2 separate regions of the Mus musculus genome follow, and region 1 is linked to region 2. Evidence: chromatin contacts called from public HiChIP or PLAC-seq data. All regions are on one chromosome and are shown on one strand. The core of a region is the stretch at or near the end of the contact, and the rest is flanking DNA. Distances in the headings are between cores, read along the strand shown. Region 1 overlaps Ston2 (stonin 2). Region 2 overlaps Ston2 (stonin 2).

What was found. HiChIP or PLAC-seq counts read pairs in DNA pulled down with a chosen protein or histone mark.
Region 1: a contact with region 2 is called in a BATF HiChIP or PLAC-seq map of CD8 T cells, with 8 read pairs. The contact joins two enhancer-like sites. A contact is called at or near these places in 1 of 15 datasets of contacts at CTCF or cohesin (CD8 T cells), 9 of 484 Hi-C or Micro-C datasets (bone marrow-derived DN3 thymocytes, bone marrow-derived macrophages, female germline stem cells and 5 more), 7 of 115 datasets of contacts at active chromatin or transcription factors (CD8 T cells, acute myeloid leukemia, astrocytes and 3 more) and 4 of 9 other capture datasets (adipose tissue, embryonic trunk, liver and 1 more).

The regions. Positions count from the first base shown.
Region 1 is chr12:91,732,182-91,737,912 of GRCm38.p6, forward strand. All of the region lies in intron 3 of Ston2 (stonin 2), which reads right to left. Among named protein-coding and RNA genes, the nearest start is that of Gm34718, 22 kb to the right of the region's middle. Within about 2 kb of position 2,635, at least 109 of the 459 cell types and tissues checked have an H3K27ac peak or open chromatin away from gene starts, as enhancers often do. A contact at or near this core is called in CD8 T cells, acute myeloid leukemia, bone marrow-derived macrophages and 1 more, where this site is marked.
Region 2 is chr12:91,665,554-91,671,434 of GRCm38.p6, forward strand. All of the region lies in intron 4 of Ston2 (stonin 2), which reads right to left. It also overlaps the pseudogene Gm51993. Among named protein-coding and RNA genes, the nearest start is that of Gm16876, 13 kb to the right of the region's middle. Within about 2 kb of position 3,073, at least 137 of the 459 cell types and tissues checked have an H3K27ac peak or open chromatin away from gene starts, as enhancers often do. A contact at or near this core is called in CD8 T cells, acute myeloid leukemia, bone marrow-derived macrophages and 1 more, where this site is marked.

The DNA.
Region 1 (5,731 bases), core at 1,385-3,884, 66 kb after region 2:
TCTGTTCATGTTGTAGCAGAATGTCTGAGCAGCAAGCTTAGGACTCAGCAAACAAGTTTTCAGTTATATTCTTTTTAAATTTTATTCTACTTGATTTTACTTCATGCATATATGTCTATAAGTATGTACGTGTCCCTAGTGCCCATGTCAGAAAAGGACATTAGACACTCTGCAACTAGAGATGCAGATAGTTGTAAGCCACTATGTGGGTGCTAGGAACTGAACCCTGGTCCTCTGGAAGAGCGGCCAGTGTTCTTAGCTGCTAAGCCATCTCTACAGCACATATAACAGCCTACAAGTCTACAGCACAGCACATATAGAAACTGGGGTGTGAACAGTGTTCCATGACAAAGAAGTCTTTAAGTTTTTGGCATCTACAAGTTCTGATATCAAACATTTATCAAGAGGGCCCAACTCCAAATAGTCTCATCAAGTCAGAGATGGACCCTTTATCTGTCCTCCAGCACATCTCAGGGGTTGTCATGGGGCGAGTCCAGGGGAATCCTCTTGTCAGTCCCTCTCTTCTACTATCCTCAGACCTCACATCCCAAGAGTTAGATGCCCTCTCTCTTTCATCTATGTATGATAATACAAGGGCTTTCCCCCATTTGTATTTGTTTAATACAGCATTGGGAACACAGCCTAGGGCCATGCACTTGTTTCTCTAGAGGAAATAATGTGTTTCCTTTCCCTGGGCCAGCCACAAGGGGGTTTTATTCCCTTCAGCGCCTGCCCTAGTTTAAACTCGAAGAGGAGCTCCTTCCATGGATGGATTTAAGCATTTCGGGAGCAGTGTCCATATCAGTCACTGTTGGCATGCCTCGGTGCACGATAAAATAAGTGACTGGGTAGTCAAGGTGAGCTAACAACTCCCTGGCTCCTCTAAATTCCCCAGGGGGGGGGGGGGTCTTTCCATTTCAATGTCTTAAAAATAAAAGATCTAGCATTAGGGACTGTCTCTTTGTCCCTAACTGCACTGTGCCCACAGCCTTGCTGCATTTTAATTGGGGCAATCAGCACAGTCCCTTTCCAGGCTGGAGTCCAAGGCCCCTTGGCTTCTCTCTTAGGTGGAGATCTTTTGTTTTTCTCTCTCCTCTGCCAAAAAGACTTCAAAGAATCCAGGGAAGGAAAGGAGTCTCCCAGACAGCATTTTCCCTTGGTGAGTCTTTGCTTTCCCAGCTCCTCTTGGCAAGCCAGAATCCTTAGATATTAAGCAGCTGGCTGGAATAGGCTTCACTTCTCTTGTAGAAATGACTGCTAGGGACGAACGACTCTGTCAGGATCACTTCTTTTGCTCATCCTCTTCCCTAATTCTCTTAGGCCCAAGACCACATAACTCAATGACCACAATGAAGTGTTGTGGCACACGTACCCATATAAACAGTTCCCCCTTAGCTCAGAGACATCTCTTACTCTAGAGTCTTGGGGATTTAGGGTCATCAAACAAGACATGGAGAATAAACTAACTACAAATTACTGATCTGACTGCAAAGTAGGCTAAAACCAAACAGCCAAAATTACTTTCCCCGGGTCCTTTTCCATGGCTGAACTTCACCACCTGCATGATGAGACAGACCTACAAATCCCATATTTCACCAGAGATCCCAATATTTTTCATGTTTAATATACATATCACACATTGTTCTTGTTCTAATTCTTATACATATTTTGCTTACATGTATATTTGTGCATCACGTGTATGTAGAGATCATCAGGGCTAGAAGAGGACATTGGAGTCTCCTGGAACTGGAGTTACAAACAGCTGTGAGCCACCCTGTAGGAGCTGGGAATTGAACTCTGGTCCTCTGGAAGAGCAGCCGAGCCCTCTCTACAGCCCCTCCGCTTCATTTAGATATTTCCTAGTCTAAAAAAAAGTTTACTTGCTGGCCAGTGAGATGGCTTAGCAGGCAAAAGCAGTCAGCACGAAAGCCTGACGGCCAGGGTTCGGTGCCCATCGTTCACAGGGGAGGAACTGAAGGGCCTCTTCTTCTGAGAGTTGTTTCTTAACCTCTGCACATTCTTTCTTGGGATGTAGAGTTCAATTATGAGATTCAGAATCTGAATAATAAGAACCAATAACTTGAGAAAAAGTATATTTTTTTTTAGGTAGATAAGTGAGAAACAGATAGTGAAAACATTTCCACGCTGTCAGGTGACCCTAAAAAGCATAAGATAGCCCTTGATTTTTCGGTACACCGATGACCTGTGAACTCTCTCAGTAGTCACCACTGGTTCCAAGCAAACATAGTAAGAACTTTGGCAAAGCCCCAGCAGTAACTGATAACTGACAAGGGAGAGCACTTGGAATTTTAGTTTAATACTTCACAAGCCATAACAGTTGGGCCTGGCTGTAAAATGAAGCTCTTTAGCAACCACAACAAAAGATCTCTCCCAACACCCACCTTTTCCTTTACCTCCTCAGAGACAAGTCCAAGTTCTTAGCTACCATGAACTGTAAAACATTAACAAAGATAACAAGAGAGAGACATGAAGTAGTTGGAAGACATGCATGGAAACACATATGGTTGATTATCAACGGGAAAGAACAGGAGAAATCACCGGGGCACGAGCTGTGTTCCTACCAGAAGACTCGGGAGGAAGCTGAACGACTTTCTGTTAAATGCTGATCTCAGCCCCGTGCCTTTGGTTGCCCACACGTAGCAGAACTGCAGAGAGGAAGTGCTTACGTGAATAAGTGATGTGTGGCTGGAAAAGCACACAGAACCTTGACAAGTGGCTTATGCTATTTCTGATTGCCCTGGCCCGTCCTGACTCGTTCTCAGCCTTATGCAAACGTTTATACTTTAGGAATGTGAAGTTTAGTGAACGAGCTTCCAGTGGTTGCTGTAACAAATTACCACAAAATTGGTAGCTTAAAATAATGGTAATTTATTTCCACATGGTTATAGAGGCTGGAGGTCAGAAATCAGAAACACTATGTTTTAGTGTCTGTGTTAGCAGGACCACTATCCCTCCAAAGGCTTGAGGGAAGACTGCCTTCCCTGCCCCCTCTGGCTTCTGGTGGATGCTGGCAGTCCTCAGCTGGGTTGTCATCACTATTGCTTTTAAGAGCAGCATCTTCATGCCCTCGGCTCCATCTTCTCCACTCTGTCTTTTCAGTGTAGGCAAATCCTTCCTCTCCCAAGGATACAGGTGGCTGTATTCAGGGCCTTTGAGCTCCTCCCTCTTGAAGTCTTTGAGTTATCTGCTAGAACTCCTTCTCCAGATAACACTCATAGGTGTCACAGGTAGTAGAACCTGCTGCCTTTGGGTGCTGCTATTTTAGCCTAGTAGATCATAAAATTCAGTGTTAGCAAAATCACAGAGCAGACTGCAGCGAGTGCAAGAAGTGCCACAATGCATTATGCATCCAGCATTATGAAGGAGCTTGCCATGCTAATATGGGCTGTTTCTGTGTGATGCCTGCAGGTATATGCATGGTATTGTCAACACAACGATTGATCCACATGCTTTGTATTTAAGTTCAAATCTGAACTACCCACCAGCTTCCACAGTGAACACCTCTCTAACCTGTGGAATGTCTGTTATCCACGCTGAGTGGACTGACGGCCAAGTTTTCTTACTTCCCATTTGGCTTGAACACTACCAGCCTTCCTTCTTACTGTTAAAAACAGTCCAAGGGAGGAAGCCCAAGGGAAGTAGGCCCACGTGGTAGAGGATGGTTTGTGTGATGAGAGCGAATCCTGCAGCCTTTTATTTAGTGTATTCTCTCCTGGGTCAAGTGGGATACTGGCAGGTTTAGAATTTGGCTCTTGTGATTTCTTTTCTTTCTTATTTGAGACAGGGTTTCTCTGTGTAGCCCTGGCTGTCCTGCAACCCACTCTGCAGACCAGACTAGCCTTGAACTCGGAGATCTGCCTGTCTCTGTCTCCCAAGTGCTGGGATTAAAGCCATGTGCCGCCACCACCTGGCAAAAGATGCTGTTTTTAATTTTTTGGTGGCCTTGAACTGTTGTATTCCTGCATGCCGGGACTATAGGCCTGTGCTATCTTGAAATTACTTGGGTAAAAGTAAGCGGTGAAGAGCTGAGGCAAGGGGACCCTGTTAATGTGAAAGGTTTTGAGCAATTAGCGCCTAAAGGTAAGGTCTTGAAAGAATCCGGATGCTTCGATTCTTATCGAAGGTCAGCGCGTCCTACCCGCCCATTTCCTCCCAGCCCTCACTATAATCTCACTACTTTCCCTCCCCTCAGGCGTGTGCATGTTAGAGGGGAAGTGGGCAGTGACAGTGGGAAGAGGAAGAGAGAGGCAACACCACAGCTCATCTCTGGCTGTTCCAAGGTCTCAAGGTCAGCAGGTCACATGTTGAGGCTCTCTTCTGCCACTTCTTAGCCTATAGCCTTGAGCAAATTCTGAACTCCTACAATGCCCCACTGTCCTCACAGAAACATGGACATAATACCAAGACTTTCCTTACATGATAATGTAAAGAATACATAAGATGATATAGTGAGAGAACTAGGAGCCAGCAAATGTAACTTACTGAAAATAAAGACCAGCCAGGTAGCCAGGCAGTGGCGGTGCATGCCTGTGGTGGAGCATGCCTGTGGTGGTGTGAATAGATTCTGTGTGAATGCTTGGCTCATAGGGAGTGGCACTATTAGGGGGTGTGGCCTTGTTGGAAGACGTGTGTTATGGTCGGTGCGGGCGTTAAGGTGTCCTATGCTCAAGCTAAGTCCGGTGACACAGTCCTCTTTGGCTGCCTTTGAATCAAGATGTAGAACTCTCTGCTCCTTCTCCAGCACCATGTCTGCTTGGACGCTGCCATGCTTCCCACCATGTTAATGGACTAAACCTCTGAAACTGTGAGCCAGCCCCAGTTAGATGTTTTCCTTTATAAGAATGGCCTTGGTCCTGGTGTCTCTTCATAGCAATGAAACCCTAACTAAGACAATGCCATTAATCCCAGCACTCTGGAATAAGAGGCAGGCCAGCCTGGTCTACAGACCTAATTCCAGGACAGACAGGGATACACAGACCCCTGTCCCCAACCAACCAGCCAAAACCCAGCCTGGCTTGGTGGTAGCTATCTATAATCTCACTGTTTTGGAGGTGGAGGCAGGAAGATCAGAAATTCAAGCCTGTGCTACATAGAAAGTTAAAGGCTAGCCTGGGCTACATGAGAACCCTTTCTACAAAACTAAATAATAACAATAACCACACCTTTGTACTGATTTGTGTGATTGGCTTTTCTGTTCTTATGTCCACAATACAGTACTGCGGTTTGGGTAATTTATAAAGCATATACATTCGATCCTCACAGGTCGGGAGGCTGGGAAGGCCAGGATGAAGACAGCAGATTAGGACTTGGTAAGGGTGCAGAGTGCTGGTGTCATTACATGGCAGAAAGTTAAACACTAACAGGAAGAGGTGCATGCTCCCTCAAGTCTCTTTTATAGAATGGCAGGGATCCCCTTCACAAAGGCTCCATCCTCAAGGTGAACTAGTCATCTCTTACAGATGCCCAAAGACCAACACACTGGTGGGTAGATTTCAACATGAATCCTGGAGAGACAAAGAATTCAAACCACGGCACCTGGGTTCCATAATGTCCCTGCAGGGAGTATGAAGAGCCCAGTGTTAGGTGTTCAGTAAGGGTCACCCCCCCTCTCTCCAGCCAGACTGAACCAGTCTGGATCTGTCACATCACCCACACTGCGTTGAGCATCATGGCTCAAGCACCAGAAAGAACCACTGGAAATCTGATGATT
Region 2 (5,881 bases), core at 1,823-4,322:
ACGGTGGTTCAGTGATCGGCCAAAGTCACATAGGGAGAGATAAGATCTGAGCCAAGAAAGAGTGACATTGCAGCTAGCCTCTGTAACCTCATATGCCTGGCCTTGCGGCTGCAACTTAGTGTTAGCCAGGACTGCCTAACCTCAAGCAACTTCCTTGTTTTCTTTCATGGGGAGGATGAAGGGAGATGAGAGACAGGATCTAATAGGCCCTGAGGTGGCCTTGAACTCCCTGGATAGGTGAGGCTATGAAGACCTGCTGAGGAATGGGACTGCAGGTGTGCACCCCACTTCTGGCATCTCACTTGGTTTCTGAGTCTCAGTCTTCTACTTTTGCAGAGAATAATATCTTTTACACGGCAATAATAACACTGCAACAATAACTTCTACACTGCAAAACTGATATGAGGCCCAAGCAGGACATACAGAAGCCATTTGCAAAATACCATATAAAAACAGAACAGGTTTTTTTGTTTGTTTGTTTTGCTTTTTCTTTTAACTATAGATTTATTTTATGTGTAGTATTTATTTTATGTGTAGTTTTGGTTGTGTGTGTGGATATGCACTACACACATACCTGGTACCCACAGAAACTAGAAGAGGGTATCTGATCTCCTCGAAATAGAACTATGGGCAATGGCAAGCAGCAGTCAATGTCCCTAGCCAGTGAGCCATCTTTCCAGTACCTCCTGCCCCCTTGAAACAAGGTCTCATTATGTAGCCCAGGCTAGCTGTAAACTGGAGAGTCTCCTACCTTAGCCTCCAAGTGCTGAGAGCACAGGCGAGCATCCAAACAGGAAGCTGGATGCCTTTTCAGCTTGAGAATACGTTTCTAACCTTAATAATCAGTACGAGATGATAAACCAGGATGTGATGGGGCATGGTGCATGCCTTTAATTCCAGAACTATGGAGACAGAGCCAAGTGGATCTCTGAGTTCCAGTCTAGCCTGGTCTACAGAGCGAGTCCCAGAATAGCCAGGGCTATATAGAGAAATCATGTCTTGAAAAAGAAAAAACAAAACAAAACAAAAACAAAAACAAAAAAAGATGTTCATTGTAATATATATTAAATATTGAGATCATTTCAATATATGGAGAAAATGATCTATCTATCCAGGAGTGTATCATTAAAAAGGAAAAAATAGTAATGTTATTTGGACAGGGCTGTGACTTTGGCCCCATGGTGGGGACATTAGAGCCATGGACAAAACCCACTGGAACTGCCAGCAAGGAAGAGACACTTCCCTTTGGGGAAGAGGAAGTGAGCAATAAAGGACTTATGGCTCTCTAAAGAAGGAGTTCCTAGTCTACAAAAGCAAAGTGCAGCCGCTCTAAATAAAAGCTTAACGCCTGTCTCCATTCCTCATACCTCCCAAAGCCAAGTGTGAGAGCGATGTCCACATTACATCACAAAAGCCCAATGGCATCAGGTGGCTAAACCCCCAGAATCTGGAAGGCAGACTTAGAAAGTCACCACTGGGAAAGTCACTGTGAACTCCAAACCTGCTCTTTAGAGGTTGGTAGCCCTGCAAGCAGAGTTAAGTCCTGATCTACAACTTGGTTACAGTACACATTGGCATGCTCGGCCAAGGAGACGTTAGAGAAGAGCCCGTCTCAACCTCACTGTTACGAGAGTATCAGCCAGGAAATCAACAGAAATCAACAGTGATTTGCCAGCTTTGAGATGTCCTGCTCAACCGAATAGGGCTTGAGCCCTAACCTCTGGCACAGCCCTGCGGACTGAGCAGCAGCTGTCTGAATCTGAGTGGCTTATGAGAGAGTAGAATAGGACACGAGAGAGCAGCAGATGCCCCCTTAGTATCCATTCGGAAGCGTTTGTCTACCAGCTCACAGCAAGACTCATCTTAACCAGCATGGGATACCCATCTGCACGTGTTGAGAACTGAAGCTAGCAGCAGGTATCAAGTCATTCAGAGGGAGCCAGCCTAGTGAGGTAGGACCAAAATAGCACAGCTTTCTCGGTACAGGAGGGTTCTTCCTCGGAGGCTCAAGTGCACCTAAGATTTTAATATAGATAGCAGCAGCATTGGCGTGGTGCACCTATGATAGCATAGCAGGCTACTACTGCTGAATTCTTAAGTGTTTCTAAAATATGAGCTCAGAATCTATAAGCAAGTGTCTTTACTGACCTCCTAGTCAAACAAGAACAAGGAACATGCCCACAATGCCAATGCCCATGTTGCCAACCTCTGCCAACCTCTGCCAACCACATAGCTTAATGATCACCTTGCCAACCTCTGTCAACCACGTAGCTTAATGGCCACGGTGCCAACCTCCGCCAAGCACATAGTTCTGCTTATGTGCAGCTGACAAACTGATGGCAGATGGGCGTTTCCATGATTGAATCACCCGAGCAAATACCTCACATAGCTCTGTGAGGTACAGGAGACACGGAAGAGAATGGGGCCTTGTATTGTGCCAAGAACAGGCTGTGTGTGAGGAAAGCTTGTGTGGCTTAACCAAAGGGCCCCCACTTAGAAAATGATGCCTTGTAGGATGTGGTAACAGCTGGAGATAATGTGGACCAGTGCTTGGCTAGTGCCCGGCACAGAAGGGGCAGCTAATAAACACCACTTTCTGCAAATTATAACTAAAAGCACACACTGTCAGGAGTGGCTCTCTGAGTGAGTGGGAACAAGAAGATATAGATTATGAGCTCATGGCTTCTGTTGGAGACATACTGGGTCAAATGGCTTTTAGCCTGCTTATATGGAATGCTATTCTGAGAGGAGGCATAGATGAGATGTGAGGGTGAGATGATATGTACTGAGCAGAGGTTGTGGAGAGAAAAAGGAGAAAAGGAAAACTGCAGCTCTCAGAAGAAACACACGCACTTCGTTTCCAGACTAAAAACAATTTGAAGGTAAAGGCTCTAACATTTCATTTTTATCTTTTTTCCATCTTTATGCTGTTTTTATTCATCATTATTATAATCTACGATATTGCCTGGCACCCAGAAAATATGTACTGGCTCAGGCTCTGGGCTCACTTGCAGGTGCGCCTGAGTAAACACTGGAGAAGGAAGCCATGGCGTGTTGGTGTGGGGACAAGCCTCACACTGTGATACAGATAAGCAGAAGTGCCCTTTGCCCCAGTGCTTGAGTTACCAAGCCACCAAAACCAACACACTGTGACATTCACAATGACACGACGTCACGCCACGGGGAAGCCCCAGGAGAGGCTTCAAATATCAACAGGGGAAAAATCTGTCCCAGTTTGTCAGTGTCCCCTGTGAGCTGATGAGGTAACACGGACTCCTACAGTGCTCTGCCTCAACTCCTCCTTTAGACCACGACGGGAGGGTTCACGGTCTACAGGGGAGGGAAAACAATAGCTTAGGCAACTTGTCTTTGGACGAGAAGTTTCTAATCTGTTTCTAAACCGTCCTCTTCATTGACTTGAGGTAGAACATTCAGAGACAGGTGCTTAGAGATACTCAGGACTGTACACGTGCATGTCCCCAGCACCTCTGTGAGAAACAGGAGCCCGGGTGCTTCCCTCCAGTTCAGTCAGTCACCTGATGGGGGAACACTAACCTACTAACCTACTTCTATAAGCGCTCCATCAGTTTTATTCAGAGCAGTTTAACCCGTAGTAACTACTCCTTGTGTTAAATTTGTATTTTTCTATTTTTTTTTAAAAAGATTAATTTAGTCTCTCTGTCTCTGTCTCTCTCTGTCTCTCTCTGTCCCTGTCTCTCTCTCTGTCTCTTTCTCTCTCTCTCTCTCTCTCTCTCTCTGTCTCTCTCTCTGTGTGTGTGTGTGTGTGTGTGTGTGTGTGTGTGTGTGTGGTGTGTCTTCGAGAGTTTCTGTGCACCGTGAGTGCAGATGCTCTTGGAGGCTGGAGGGCATTTTCATTCCCTGGAATTGGAGAGGTGGTTGTCAGCTTCCAAACTTGGGTGCTGGGAGCCAAACTCGAGTCCTCTCCAAGAGCAGCAGATGGTCTTAGCTACTGAACAATCAATCTCTCAAGCCCCAAATTCCTATTTTTCTTATTGATGTGATTAATCTGGAGTTTGCCAGTGCTTTCTTCTAGAGGCAACTGTCCGTCACTTGACTCATCTCTAATTGTCAAGCCCGGGCTACCATCCTGCCTTACTTAACCTCCCAAGGGTTGGAATTACCTACCTATAGCGCCATGCCTAGCTTTTCTTTTTTGTAAACATTTTATTAAAACACCAAGCACACGGAAAAGAACAGAAATCCTGTCTGTGTTTAAAGCTTGATGCATTTTTTCAAAACTGTTTGTTTGGATTTGTTTGTAAACTGATCCAAAGCCAGAACACAGCCAGAACCCATGGTGACTTCACTTTATGCCCCCATTCCTCCTACCGACCTCCCCTTCTCATAATCACTACCATGACTACTAACACCATATGTGCTATTTGAACATTTCTGCATTGTGTTCAAATGCACCAATGCGACAGTTTATCCCTTGGAATGTTTACAGATATTTGATATTTTCTGCATTTGGGCAATTATAGCTGGTGCCCCACTGCACACTCTTGTACATACTTGGGTACACACGAAGATGCATTGAGTATACTAAACAGGACTATTCCATCATCCAGCACGCAAACTCACTGCATTCACTTAGGCTTCCACACAGTGTCTACATGTTCTGTTGGTCTTTATCTTTGCTAACAGGCAGTACTGCCTGACACTCACTTGAACTGTGATGCTGTCTAGGCACTCTGTTTTATGGTAGAGTTACTTGGCTTCCATTGGTAACTAAGGAGGCTTGCCTAGCACCGTGGTGCATGTTTTACTGGCTATTTGGCTATCCTCTTTTATGAAGTACTTCTGAAAAGAATATTTATTATTATGGTGAGAGTGTATGGCTGTGGGGCAGGCACCCCACAGTATGCATGTGGAGGTCACAGGACAGCTCTGTGGAACTGTGGACAGTTCTGGGGAGTTCATATGGTTCTCTCCTTCCCCCTTTTCGTGGGGCCTGGGGATTGAACTCGGGTCACCAGGCTTATATGACGAGCACCTTTTCCTACTGAGCCATCTTGCCAGCCCATGACATTATCTTTATAAGGCCTTTGTTTGCTGTTTACCATGTTTCTGCTGACTCCCAAAGTTAATTTATGTTCTGCATGTGAGTGGTCTGCCAGATATGCCTGTTGGCAACATTTCTTCCTATATAGTGGTTTGCTTTTATTTTTTGTAATAGGATGGCTTTTAATTAACAGACACTTTAAATTCAAAAGTGAGGTAATTTATGAAGTATTTTCCTTTAATGGTTAGTGCTTTATGAGTCTTATTTAAGAATCATTTGGAAGACATTTTATTAGAAAGCCTGATGAGCCGGGCATGGTGGCACATGGTGGCACATGCCTTTAATCCCAGTACTTGGGAGGCAGAGGCAGGCGGATTTCTGAGTTTGAGGCCAGCCTGGTCTACAAAGTGAGTTCCAGGACAGCCAGGGCTACACAGAGAAACCCTGTCTCGAAAAAAACCAAAAAAAAAAAAAAAAAAAAAAAGAAGAAGAAGAAAGAAACTTGGGAGCATTGTCTACTATAAAGCTCTTTTCCTGGGAACTGCCTCATGTACATTTTTTTTTTCATGGAAATAAAAATGCATGATGTTCATTCATCGAGAGGGTGACACTCAGAAGGAACCATCTACAGGCTCCTGCCGAGGGGACAGAGCTGTGTGGGCTCTTGCCCCTTTCTGAGCTTGGCTCTCCCACAAATTTCTCGTTGGCCAATATTTATTTTTGTTGCTTGTAACCAAAGAGGCCTACTGGTTCCTTAACTCACATCTTCTTTCCTGGATGGTCTCCATGTATACCCATGACTGTACTGGCCATAGTCCTTATTGCTGGGATCTGACAGGTGGCAATTTAAGGGAGGAA